Linked DNA regions of Capra hircus: region 2 is linked to region 1. Evidence: chromatin contacts called from public Hi-C data. All regions are on one chromosome and are shown on one strand. Each heading gives the region's core, a stretch centred on a gene start, on an enhancer-like site or on the middle of the called end of the contact. The rest is flanking DNA. Distances are from core to core; before and after follow the strand shown.

Evidence for each region. A called contact is a pair of places that touch in the nucleus more often than the background predicts.
Region 2: a Hi-C map of liver shows a contact between it and region 1, with 3 times the contacts expected there. The contact joins two enhancer-like sites. A contact is called at or near these places in 2 of 5 Hi-C or Micro-C datasets (blood and liver).

What each region holds. Positions count from the first base shown.
Region 1 is chr15:42,859,573-42,865,329 of ARS1.2, forward strand. No RefSeq gene overlaps it. Among named protein-coding and RNA genes, the nearest start is that of ARNTL, 70 kb to the right of the region's middle. Within about 2 kb of position 2,544, at least 3 of the 5 cell types and tissues checked have an H3K27ac peak or open chromatin away from gene starts, as enhancers often do.
Region 2 is chr15:42,992,692-42,998,448 of ARS1.2, forward strand. The region is part of intron 1 of ARNTL (aryl hydrocarbon receptor nuclear translocator-like protein 1); the gene reads left to right. Among named protein-coding and RNA genes, the nearest start is that of ARNTL, 63 kb to the left of the region's middle. Within about 2 kb of position 2,245, at least 1 of the 5 cell types and tissues checked has an H3K27ac peak or open chromatin away from gene starts, as enhancers often do.

The DNA.
Region 1 (5,757 bases), core at 1,294-3,793:
GATCCAGGAGCATTTTGTTGATCATGAATATATAAACCAACTCCCTCCCCCCACACATGCTAATGATAAATTCTCCATGCAGACACTCATCCCTGCCTTCGTTGTGGATTATCCACAGCCCATTTATGCATCTCAAGATCTGTTGATCCCTTCTTAATCTTTTTTCTTTAACACTCGAAACAATGATCAGCAAGCTAGCTGAGGCCCCACCCCTTTCTCGCCTACTCAGAAAAACATGCAAGTGTGTGAAAATGACATTATTATAAGAATAACCTTGAATCCACTCCAATTTATAACAAAAGCAGCTCATTCGAAAACTTGGGTGCTTTTACTATCAGCTGTGCAAATCGCTTGCTACCCAGTTCAGACCCAAGTGTAACATGCGAGTGAATCCTGCCACTGTTGCTGAGCGCTGCTGGCCTACTGGGGAAGGCAGACACTAACTCGGGGAGACAGGAGCAAGGTTGGCACCCCACAGGGGGTCAGGAGAGTGCAGTCTTCTCAGAGCAAGTGGCATTTGAATGGCCTCTTGAAAGAAGTTGCTAGTTAGAACAGGAGGGAGGGCTGTTTCAGGTAGAAGGTTGAACTATGAAGCCTTAGAGCCCTGAGTACATGCCGCCCAGTGAAGACTGGTGCCCGCTCTGCAGTGGCTTTAACCTGTTGAACCGAGGGACCATTGAGATGGAAGGACATGCATGATTCACTGAGGGATTTTAGCCTTTTCCCATAGGTTTTCAGGCCCTGGAAGTTTGTTTGTTTCAGCTCTGTTGAGGTATTGTTTTTGTTCAGCCACTCAGTCGTGTCCGACTCTTTGTGACCCCATGGACTGCAGCACACCAGGCTTCACTGTCCTTCACCAACTCCCAGAGTTTGCTCAAACTCATGTCCATTGAATCAGTGATGCCATACAACCATCTCATCCTGTGTCACCTCCTTCTCCTCCTGCCCTCAGTCTTCCCCTGCATCAAGGTCTTTGCCACTGAGTCAGCTTTTCACATCAGGTGGCCAAAGTATTGGAGCTTCAGCTTCAGCTTCAGTCCTTCCAATGAATATTCAGAGCTGATTCCTTCAGGATTGACTGGTCTGATCTCCTTGCTGTCCAGGGCATTCTCAAGAGTCTTCTCCAACACCACAACTTGAAAGCATCAATTCTTCAGAACTCAGCCTTCTCTATGGTTCAACTGCCACATCCAAACTTTGACTACATGGACCTTTGTCAACAAAATTATGTCCCTGCTTTTTAATATTGGGGTATAATTCACAAATAAAAATTGTGTATACTTAAGGCATACAGTACAGCATTTTGATATCGTGTACCTTGTGAAATGATCACCACAGTCAAGTTAGATAACATAGCTGTCACCACAGAGAGTTACCTTTTTAACAATTAACATCTACCTCTTAACAAATGTCAAGTACAATCAATAGGTTAACCATAGTCACCACACTGTGCATTAGACCCCAAGAACTTATTCATCCTATTGAGCTGTTTTATATCCTTTAGCAAATATTTTCCCACTTTTCCCACCTCCACCCCTCCACTCCCATCAAACCGCTGGCAACCCCATTCTACCCTGAGAGTTCAACTAGTTCAGATCCCACGTGTAAGTGAGATCATTCATTTTTTGTCTTTCTGTGTCTGGATTATTTCACTTTGCCTACCATCCTCCAGGTTCATCCATGTTGCTGCAAATGGCAGGATTTCCTTCTTTCTTAAGACTGAATAATATTTCTTTATATAAATATACTGGAGAAGGAAATGGTGACCCACTCCAGTATTCTTGCCAGGAAAATCCCATGGACAGAGGAGCCTGGTGGGCTACAGTCCATGGGGTCACAAAGAGTCAGAAATGACTTAGTGACTGAGCATATGAGCATATATAAATCTCCATCCCATTTCTTCACCCATTCATCCATCAGTGGATGCTGAGGTTTTTTCATGTCTCAGCTAGTGTGAATAATGTAATAAATATGGGAGAGCAGATATCTTTTCAAGATCCTGATTTCATTTTCTTTGGATATCTACCCAGCATGAGACTGCTGATAGTTTTTAAACAGAAGATGATATTGTGTGAATGCACCTGGTTTAGAAAATTACAGGGGAAAGGAAAGTAGGAAGAGAGCAGAGAACCAAGGCTACCTGGGAGCCAGAGTTGGAGAGTGAGGTGGGACAGTAGAGTGTCGGGGAGCAGGTGGATGGACAGATTTGGCAAGTGATGATCCTCTGAGCTCAAAGAGTTGAACAACAGGCAATTGTCTGAGCTCTGTGTTATCCAGCTGTGTGTATTCTGGTCAAGGGGATGACTGACACCATGTCTGCAGCTTGCAACAATGCATCATCACAGTGTCAAAAATCACGCCATGACTGAGGACACGGTCATGCAGTCAACAAGGTTTCCCACAGTAAAGATCTGTGGGAGGAAATCTCTTCTCTTGCCGAAAAATAAACGAAAACAGTGTAAGGAATAGCAGTTCCCCCAGATAACTCTCCTGCTGTGCTGGTTAATAGAATTAGCAAGTGTCAAGGAACCAGATGGACTCCAATTTGAATCCCTGCTCTTGCCCCTCACCAGCTTTGTGACCTTGAGCAAATGACATGTAATTTGCTTGACCCTCAATTTCTTCATCTAGATGGACAAAAATTCCTACCTTGAAGGACAGTGGTGAAGATTCAACAGAATAATCCTGTCAAAGGCTCCTGCCCTATAACTTCAGTGCAGATTCCTTCCTTCCCCTGTCCTCATCCAATGCACTGTGCAAGGGTTAATAGGCTGAATGACTACCAACCAGGAGCTGAAAAACAAAGGGTTTGGAGGGAGAGGCTAGTGGGTGTACTTCCAGGCAGAAAGGGAAGTAGGGTGAGATGCTACCCATTAAAGCTGACTAATTCCACTGGAATTATGTGCAGGACAAAGGAGATTAACTGTGTGAAATCTCTAGAGTGCTTCAAAGAACCCTGTGTGTGTGCAGGAGTCCCCTTCCTGGGCTGGCCCGCCTCCTCTGGCTGGGGTGGGATGTCTGTGGGTGTGACAAGGGGCCTCTTAACAAAGCCCTGAATTCTAACCAGGACAAGCTGCTTCCCCACCAGGCACCAGGGAAGGGAAGCTGGCGGCAACCTGGGCAGGGCAGGCTTCCTCGTGAGGCTCCATGGCCCAGCTGGATCGAGTGACAGCCCACGGCTGACTCACAGCCGGAGAGGAGAGGCTGGCAGCTAGCTAGCGGCAGACCGGCCGGCGGCCCGAGGGTGAGCTCATTAACCACAGGGACGGTGAGCAATGCCATGTCACCAAGGCCCTCTCCATCTGGGGCACAGAGAGACCCCATCCCTGATCTCCTTAAAGATCCCTGGCTCTGGAGGTGCAAGGACCCCTTGTCCCTGTATCCCTGCTGTCCCCGGCATCCAGCCATTTTACCTTCCATAAAGGCAATTCATTACATGGCTAGTGACGGATGATGTCATTTTTGTACGTTGGTGGGAAGGTCACATGACCACACTCATAAAGCAGAATTCAGTGCTCCACCAGATGCTGTGCCCCTATTTGGGGTTTGGAAAATACGGTTACTGTTAATGTGCTAAACTGAGGCCTTCCTGTCTGTGGTAGAAAAATCCACCAGGCTTTGCTTGATTAACCTAAGAAAATTACCTCCTGCCTAGCCTGCAGAAATTGCATCCCTTCCTGAGGCAGACAGCAAGAGAGAAATACAGAACACATGCGCTCACATGGTATCTATAAAACCAGAAAACATCCTCCTGAAGAAAAGGAAACCATTTCAGTCTTCATTCCTCTTGACGGTCAAATTAGGTCACAGAATAATAGAGATTAATGGTATCTCTTAAGAAAAACCAAACCCTGAGAAGCATTTCAGAAAAGGTACCTCTTGAGTATGGGTGGCTTTTAAGTAACCAGTACTCATTATAATTTGCTATTCCAAGGAAGTGTGTCAAGACTGGTGAGTTAAATCCATTGCTGGCTTATATACCTGGGCTTTAAGGTAATGGCACCCCACTCCAGTACTCTTAAATCCCATGGATGGAGGAGCCTGGAAGGCTGCAGTCCATGGGGTCGCTGAGGGTCAGACACGACTGAGCGACTTCACTTTCACTTTTCACTTTCATGCATTGGAGAAGGAAATGGCAACCCACTCCAGTGTTCTTGCCTGGAGAATCCCAGGGACAGGGGAGCCTGGTAGGCTGCCGTCTATGGGGTCACACAGAGTTGGACACGACTGAAGTGACTTAGCAAGAAGCTCTTACTACTCCCAAGAATTTCTCTACCAGTCTTTGATGTTCTGGAATTTTCTTTGATTTAAAGGTTTTACTTCCAGAGTCCTCTTTCACAATATTTACATGATGGAATGTTTATTGCATTACAAACATTGATTGAGTTTGAGAGGTAGCTGATCACTATAGCATGTTGGATGTCTTTTCCTCTATTTCCTTCTTTCTTTCCTTGTTCCTCCCTCTATCCCTCCCTCCCTTCACTCTTTCCCTCCTCCATTTTATTCATTTATTTGTCTCTTAAATATCTACTGAGCACATACTATGCTGGAAGGAAGTGTAGACCAACATCTAAGAGTCTGGGGCCACGGAGCCAAGCCCTTTGCTTTCATCCTCAATGACTCAGACATGGCTTAAGATTCAGTTTTATCAGCCAGAAGAGAACAATAACAGACCTCCCTCCTAGGATTGTTGAGGGATTGTATGACCTATTACACATAAAATATTTTGCTCTGCCCCTGGTCCTTCCCAAATGTTCCCCCAAATGTCATCATTGTTATTAAAATAATGCAGGATGTAGGCTCTGTAGCTAAACAGCTCGGATTCAGATCCTGGCTTCTACCTACCAGCAATGTGACCCTGGGCAAGTAAATTCTCTGTGCCTCAGTCTCTTCATCTGTAAAATGGGGCTGATAACAGGTATTTGTTTTATAGGATTTTGTTGAAAGGATTTCAGCAACAGGTATTTGTTGAAAGGATTTATTAATATAGTATTTGTAAGGCACATAAAGCAGTGCCTGGCACATAGTAAGCGCTCAATAAATCAAGATATAATTGCAAAGAGTCAGACATGACTGAGCGACTGAACTGAACTGAACTGATTATTATTGGTGGCTCCAGAATTATGAAAATGGGAAATAAGAAAGACACTCTAGTAGGGAAGCCAGGCGTGTACGTGAATAATGACAGGGGAGTAGAAAAGCAGAAGTAGATACAAAGCACAGGAGGAAGTCTTAGCTTTTGGAAAGAAGGACAAAGAAGCTTCAGCAAAGAGGTGTCCAAACAAGACGTTAATAGGGTATGTGTAAAACATCATTAGGCCTTCCCTGGTGGCTCAGTTGGTAAAGAATCTGCCTGCCAAGCAGGAGTTGCAGGTTTGATTTCTGGGCTGGGAAGCTCTCCTGGAGAAGAAAATGGCAACCTACTCCATTATTCTTGCCTGGGAAATCCCGTGGACAGAGGAGCCTGGCAGGCTACAGTCCTTGGGGTCACAAGAGTCAGATATGATTTAGTGACTAAACCACCACCACCAAAACCTCAATAGGAAACATTTTATTTTCTTCATCTTTCCAAATCTATTCTTGAGTCTCAAGTCCAAATACCTCTGGCCAGTTCTCTAAGTTGTCTGTAATCTGGCCCAACTCTGTTTTCACGCACAGTCACGTACGTCAGCCTGCCTTGCAGCTAAACTTCTCCATCGTCATCCCTCAGTCTCGCCTTCTGACCGCTGGCCCCGCAGGTCCCATCTTCTAGAATGC
Region 2 (5,757 bases), core at 995-3,494, 130 kb after region 1:
TTGGGAATGTGCAAGGTGGTTGGGCTGTCACTGTGGGGATCAGGGCTTTCGCCTGGCGGGGCAGGGCAGCAGAGATGCTGGATTAACACATGGAGAACAAAGAACTGTCCAGCATCCCACCCAGTTTCCTAAAGTTCAGAGGGCATTCGTGTAGGTGAAACTGTGTATGTAATGACCTGGGCCTGGAATGTGACTTCATTTTACATATAAACAAAAATAAAATTTGCATGTTTTTAATATATACTGAATTTTCCAGGAACACAAGCACCGAAGTATATGAGGTTTACCTATTTGTTATAAATAGCTATAGGCATCTCATTACATCTTTCACTATGTCTGGAGAGTAGCTGTGCCCAACCTCTGCATATTGATGGATGTGTTATTTTACTTTAACTAACTTTATTTTCTTTCTTCTTTGTATTACAGCAATGTTGATTGTCTTGAAATTGTAAGTGTTGGCAGGTTATATGATTTACAAATTTTATTTCAAGTGAATGAAAAGAATATTAAAAATATCTGTATTGAGTCTTTGAAAGTATGAGAGAGAGGGGGAGAGTTTGTGTGTGTGTGTTAGCTTATAAATCAGCTGGAGAAACCTTAGGATAGACTTGAAATAAAAAGAAATGGTTTCACTTAGAAATTTCCTTTTACGTAAGGATATGTAATAGAAGTCAGAATTTAACTGCATCCCTTGTCAGAGAAATAAAGTGTTTTGATGTCTCCCCTGGCCCTTTTAGAAAATATATAATCTTAGAGTCTAAAACACAGTTTTTATCATCAGCTTTTTTCAGCTTGGCCATCTTTATTTTTTTCATCACTCCCATCTGTGTGTGTGTGTGTGTGTGTGTGTGTGTGTGTGTGTGTGTTACCATCTATGTGTAGATTTTTCAGAAGGGAAAACCAGGCAGGCAGCCCTCCTTGCTTTTACCAAGTTTGTTTTTGTTGTTTTGTGACCTCTGCCTGAACAAATGGACTGTACAGGTTTTGCAAATTACCTATTCACGTGCTTTATTTTTCCACTGAGGTGATTGGCTTTTCATGGATTTACAGCAGGTTTTATTTTTGTTTTGTTTCACTTAATTCAGAAAGGATAATATTTCTTTACCTGCCACAGAGCTCTGGAGTCAGATGACCCTGAGTTTGAATCCTGGCTTTCCCACTCATTTGCTAAAAATTGACAGGCAGTTTACTTGACCTCTCTGAGGATTAGTTACTTCTAACTGAGAACTAGATGAAAAAACACTTCATGGCACAAAATAAAAGCCCAGTGCGTGGTTTCTGCTGCCAGTTTTTGTGTCGTCATTTTTGTTGTGATTCTTGCACTGAATATTTTTCTCAGAAAAATTATCTTGAGCTCTACAACTCACGTTGTTTGAGATTCTTAGACATATAACTCTCACTTGCTATTACTAAGGCTCAGAAAAATGAAACTGAAATCGCTGAAATTTTGTTTATTCCTCGTGTAGGAAAGAGACCAGTGAAAGAAAACAAGCAGATTCCATTTTAGTTAAAAGAGGAACTTGCAGGGTTATTCCTGGGGTCAGGAAACACTCAGATGAACATCTGAGATCTGGGGCGCTGGCAGGAGGCCTTGGCACTCATCATACAGTTAAATCGTCGCCCTCAAACTGTGTTTGCCAGGGCAGGCAAGTGGACAAGTACATTTCAGAAAGGTTCCCAGGCATTCCAGACTGGAACAGGAGGGACCATCTGATTTAGTGTTTAACCAAACACACCAGCCGTGCCCCCAGCACTGTGGTCGATTCACAGCCTTGTGACCCGTTTGGGCATCCTTGAACCAGAGGCGGGAGGCAGGTGGGCGAGAGCCAGCCCTGCCCTCTTCCTCCTACGTGGGATATCACTTTTGCTTTTCTTTGCTGAGTCTCTGCAGCAACAAAGCATATGCAGAGTTCTAGCTCTGGGAGTCGGGCATGTCGGGGTTCTGTCTTTGATCCCCCATTCTGGCTGTGTGATTTTGGACAAGTTGCTACACCTCTCTGAGCCTCAATACCATCTTTTTACATGATGGTGATCATAATACCTTCCCCAAAAGGTCGTGGTGAACCAAATGAGCTGGGTAAGGGCTAGCACCGTCCTCAGCATGTGTCATGCTCAGTCAATGGGAGCTGGGCGCTGCTCCAGGAAGGCAGGCGGCAGGTACATGGACCACAGTGTAGTCTGTGATGCAGACCTCCCACTCAACATGTCCCCAACCGTCTGCTCCTGCCCTGCTAGCTGGACCACAGGAAGGCTCTTCTTCCACCAGCCGTCACACGGGCACGTGGCCCAGCAAGGGGAGTTCAGGGGGGATCTTCTCTCCCACTGGCTCCCTGGGCTGGGGGCCTTTGTTCTGTTCATGGAAGGGCTACAGCCCTCATACCAGAAAAACATGTGGAATCCCACCAGCTGTTCCCTCACAGTATATCCAACACTCAGCAGCTTCTCACCACCCCACCATGGCCACCCAGCCCCAGCTCCTCTTAGACTTCACATCCCATTCATCCGCACAGCCTGCCTGAAAATATACCTCGAATTATTTCAGTCACTCCTCAGACCGGGCCTGAGTTGTGTCATCTTTTCCTGACTGTTCACTGTTCTAGATGTTTCCTCACTGGCTTTCACTGGTGATGCTGCTACCTTTATCTCACACACACACACATCACCCGCCATATACACTCACAGACATGCATGCACACACACACACACACATCACCCGCCATATACACTCACAGACATGCACGCGCACACACACACACACACACACACACACACACCACCCGCCATATACACTCAGACATCCATGCACACACACACACACACATCACCAGCCATATACACTCACAGACATGCATGCACACACACACACACACATCACCCGCCATATACACTCACAGACATGTGCACACACACACACACACACACACCCCACCCGCCATATACACTCAGACATGCATGCACACACACACATCACTCGCCATATACACTCACAGACATGCACGCACACGCGCACACACACACACACACACCACCCGCCATATACACTCAGAGACATACATGCACACACACACACATCACCTGCCATATACACTCACAGACATGCACGCACACACACACACACACATCACCCGCCATATACACTCACAGACATACATGCACACACACACACACATCACCCACCATATACACTCACAGACATGCACGCACACACACACACACACATCACCCGCCATATACACTCACAGACATACATGCACACACACACACACACATCACCCGCCATATACACTCACAGACATGCATGCATGCACACACACATCACCTGCCATATACACTCACAGACATGCACGCACACACACACACACCACCCGCCATATACACTCACAGACATACATGCACACACACACACACACACATCACCCACCATATACACTCACAGACATGCATGCATGCACACACACACACACACATCACCCGCCATATACACTCACAGACATACATGCACACACACACACACACATCACCCGCCATATACACTCAGAGACATACGTGCACACACACACACACACCACCCGCCATATACACTCACAGACATGCACGCACACACACACACACACCACCTGCCATATACACCCACAGACATGCATGCACACACACACACACACACACATCACCCGCCATATACACTCACAGACATGCACGCACACACGCACACACACACCACCCACCATACACACTCACAGACACGCACGCACACACACACACCACCCACCATGTACACCCACAGACATGCATGCACACACGCACACACGCACACACACACGCATCACCCGCCATATACACTCACAGACATGCGCACACACACACATCACCCGCCATATACACTCACAGACATGCATGCACGCACACACACACACACATCACCTGCCATATACACTCACAGACATGCACGCACACACACACACATCACCCACCATATACACTCACAGACATACATGCACACACACACACACACATCACCCGCCATATACACTCACAGACATACATGCACACACACACACACACATCACCCGCCATATACACTCACAGACATGCACGCACACACACACACACACCACCTGCCATATACACCCACAGACATGCATGCACACACACACACACACACACACATCACCCGCCATATACACTCACAGACATGCACGCACAGACACACACACACACAGCTCCTCCATCACTGTGCATGGCTATATGCACAGCACCGCCCCCACAGGGTCCCCCCTCCCCACCTTGCTTCTCAGCACGACAGCCAGATTTAAATCCCAGGTGGGTCATGCCATCCCTTTTCACTCAGAGTCAAAGCCAAGGTCCTTACAGGGGTTGGCCCAGCACCCTGTGGCCTCCACCACAGCACCGGTTCCTCTCTCGCCTGGAACACTCCTTGCTTCTCTGGCTCCCCACGTCTCCACCTTCCTCCCCAGCGCTCCTCCTGCCCCGTGGCGGACTTTCCTCCCCAGCACTTCCCACCTCCCAGCATCGTTTACTTCTTTATCCCTCTGCTGGCCTTGGTCACCAGAATGTATATGAGAGGAGGGCAAGGGTCTGTGTTCCCCACCCCAGCCCTGCCATGGAGAGCAGTGCATGGTACCTGGATGCTTTTAGTGAATATCTGTTGAAAGATTCACGAAGGATTGTGGGACTGCACACGCATAGTGTCTTCATCATTACAAAACTGTCCCGAATTGAAATTTGACGGCCACGGGCAATCTGTGGTGGAAGTTTACTCCGATGACCAGTTCTTTCATTGTGGAAATTACCTGGCCTACAGGGGTGCCTAGTAAGTTCTGCTGGATGCATTACTTTGGGGCTTTGGGGCCGTGGTAGCCATCCGAGGCCTCCTTCCCCATCAGTCCAACCCTGCAGCAGGCGGGACTGTATCCCCGAGCCCCTCGTCCCCCCGCTTCCCCACCGTGCATCCTGGTTCTGGCGGCACTGTCAGCCACTGGCCCCCCTTCCCCTGTATCCCCATCTCTGCAGGGAGGTCATCGTCCTTTGCTTTCACCATCTCATCTTCCTGGTAACTCTACAGTTTTGTTAGTATTACCTATTGATCTGGCTTTCTCGTTATCGTCTTCCCAGCTTCCCATGGTAGTTATTTCTCTGATTTTAGTTTAACTGGCCGTAGGACAAAAGGGGTGGACTCTCAAAGCAGCATCCTCGGTTTCAGATTCAGGGGTGCTCTCCGCGCTGCCCACTGCAGCACACGGGCCTCCAGAGTGTTCTCCAGCCCCACTCCCAGGTCCCTCTTCAAGCCTTTCCCCATCACCCTCATCCTCTCCCTTCTACTCCCAGAGCTTATCCACTGGCCAGGCCCTCCCCTCTCCCCCAGAGGCTTGTCCTCCCACCATTTCTGTGCCCCTTCACGGCAGATTTGCAGTCCAAGCTTGCTTTCTGTGACCTCCATACTTATGCCCAGTCCCCGGCCTTCTGCTCCTGGTCTCTCCTCACAGTTCAGCACTTTGGTAACCACAGTTAACCCAACAGGCATCCTAAGTGCTTTTTGTGCATTGGCCTCATTCAGTCTGGAAAGAGAAATCCTCCTCTTACAGGCGAGGAGACTGCAGCTCCCAGAGGTCATGGAACTGGCTCAGGACACAGCTAGTCAGCGGCAGGACTGGGATTTGAACCCAGGCGGTCTGGCTTCAGAGGACTGACCACTGCCCCATCCTCTTTTTCTGTCCCCATCACGCCCTTTCCCGTTTG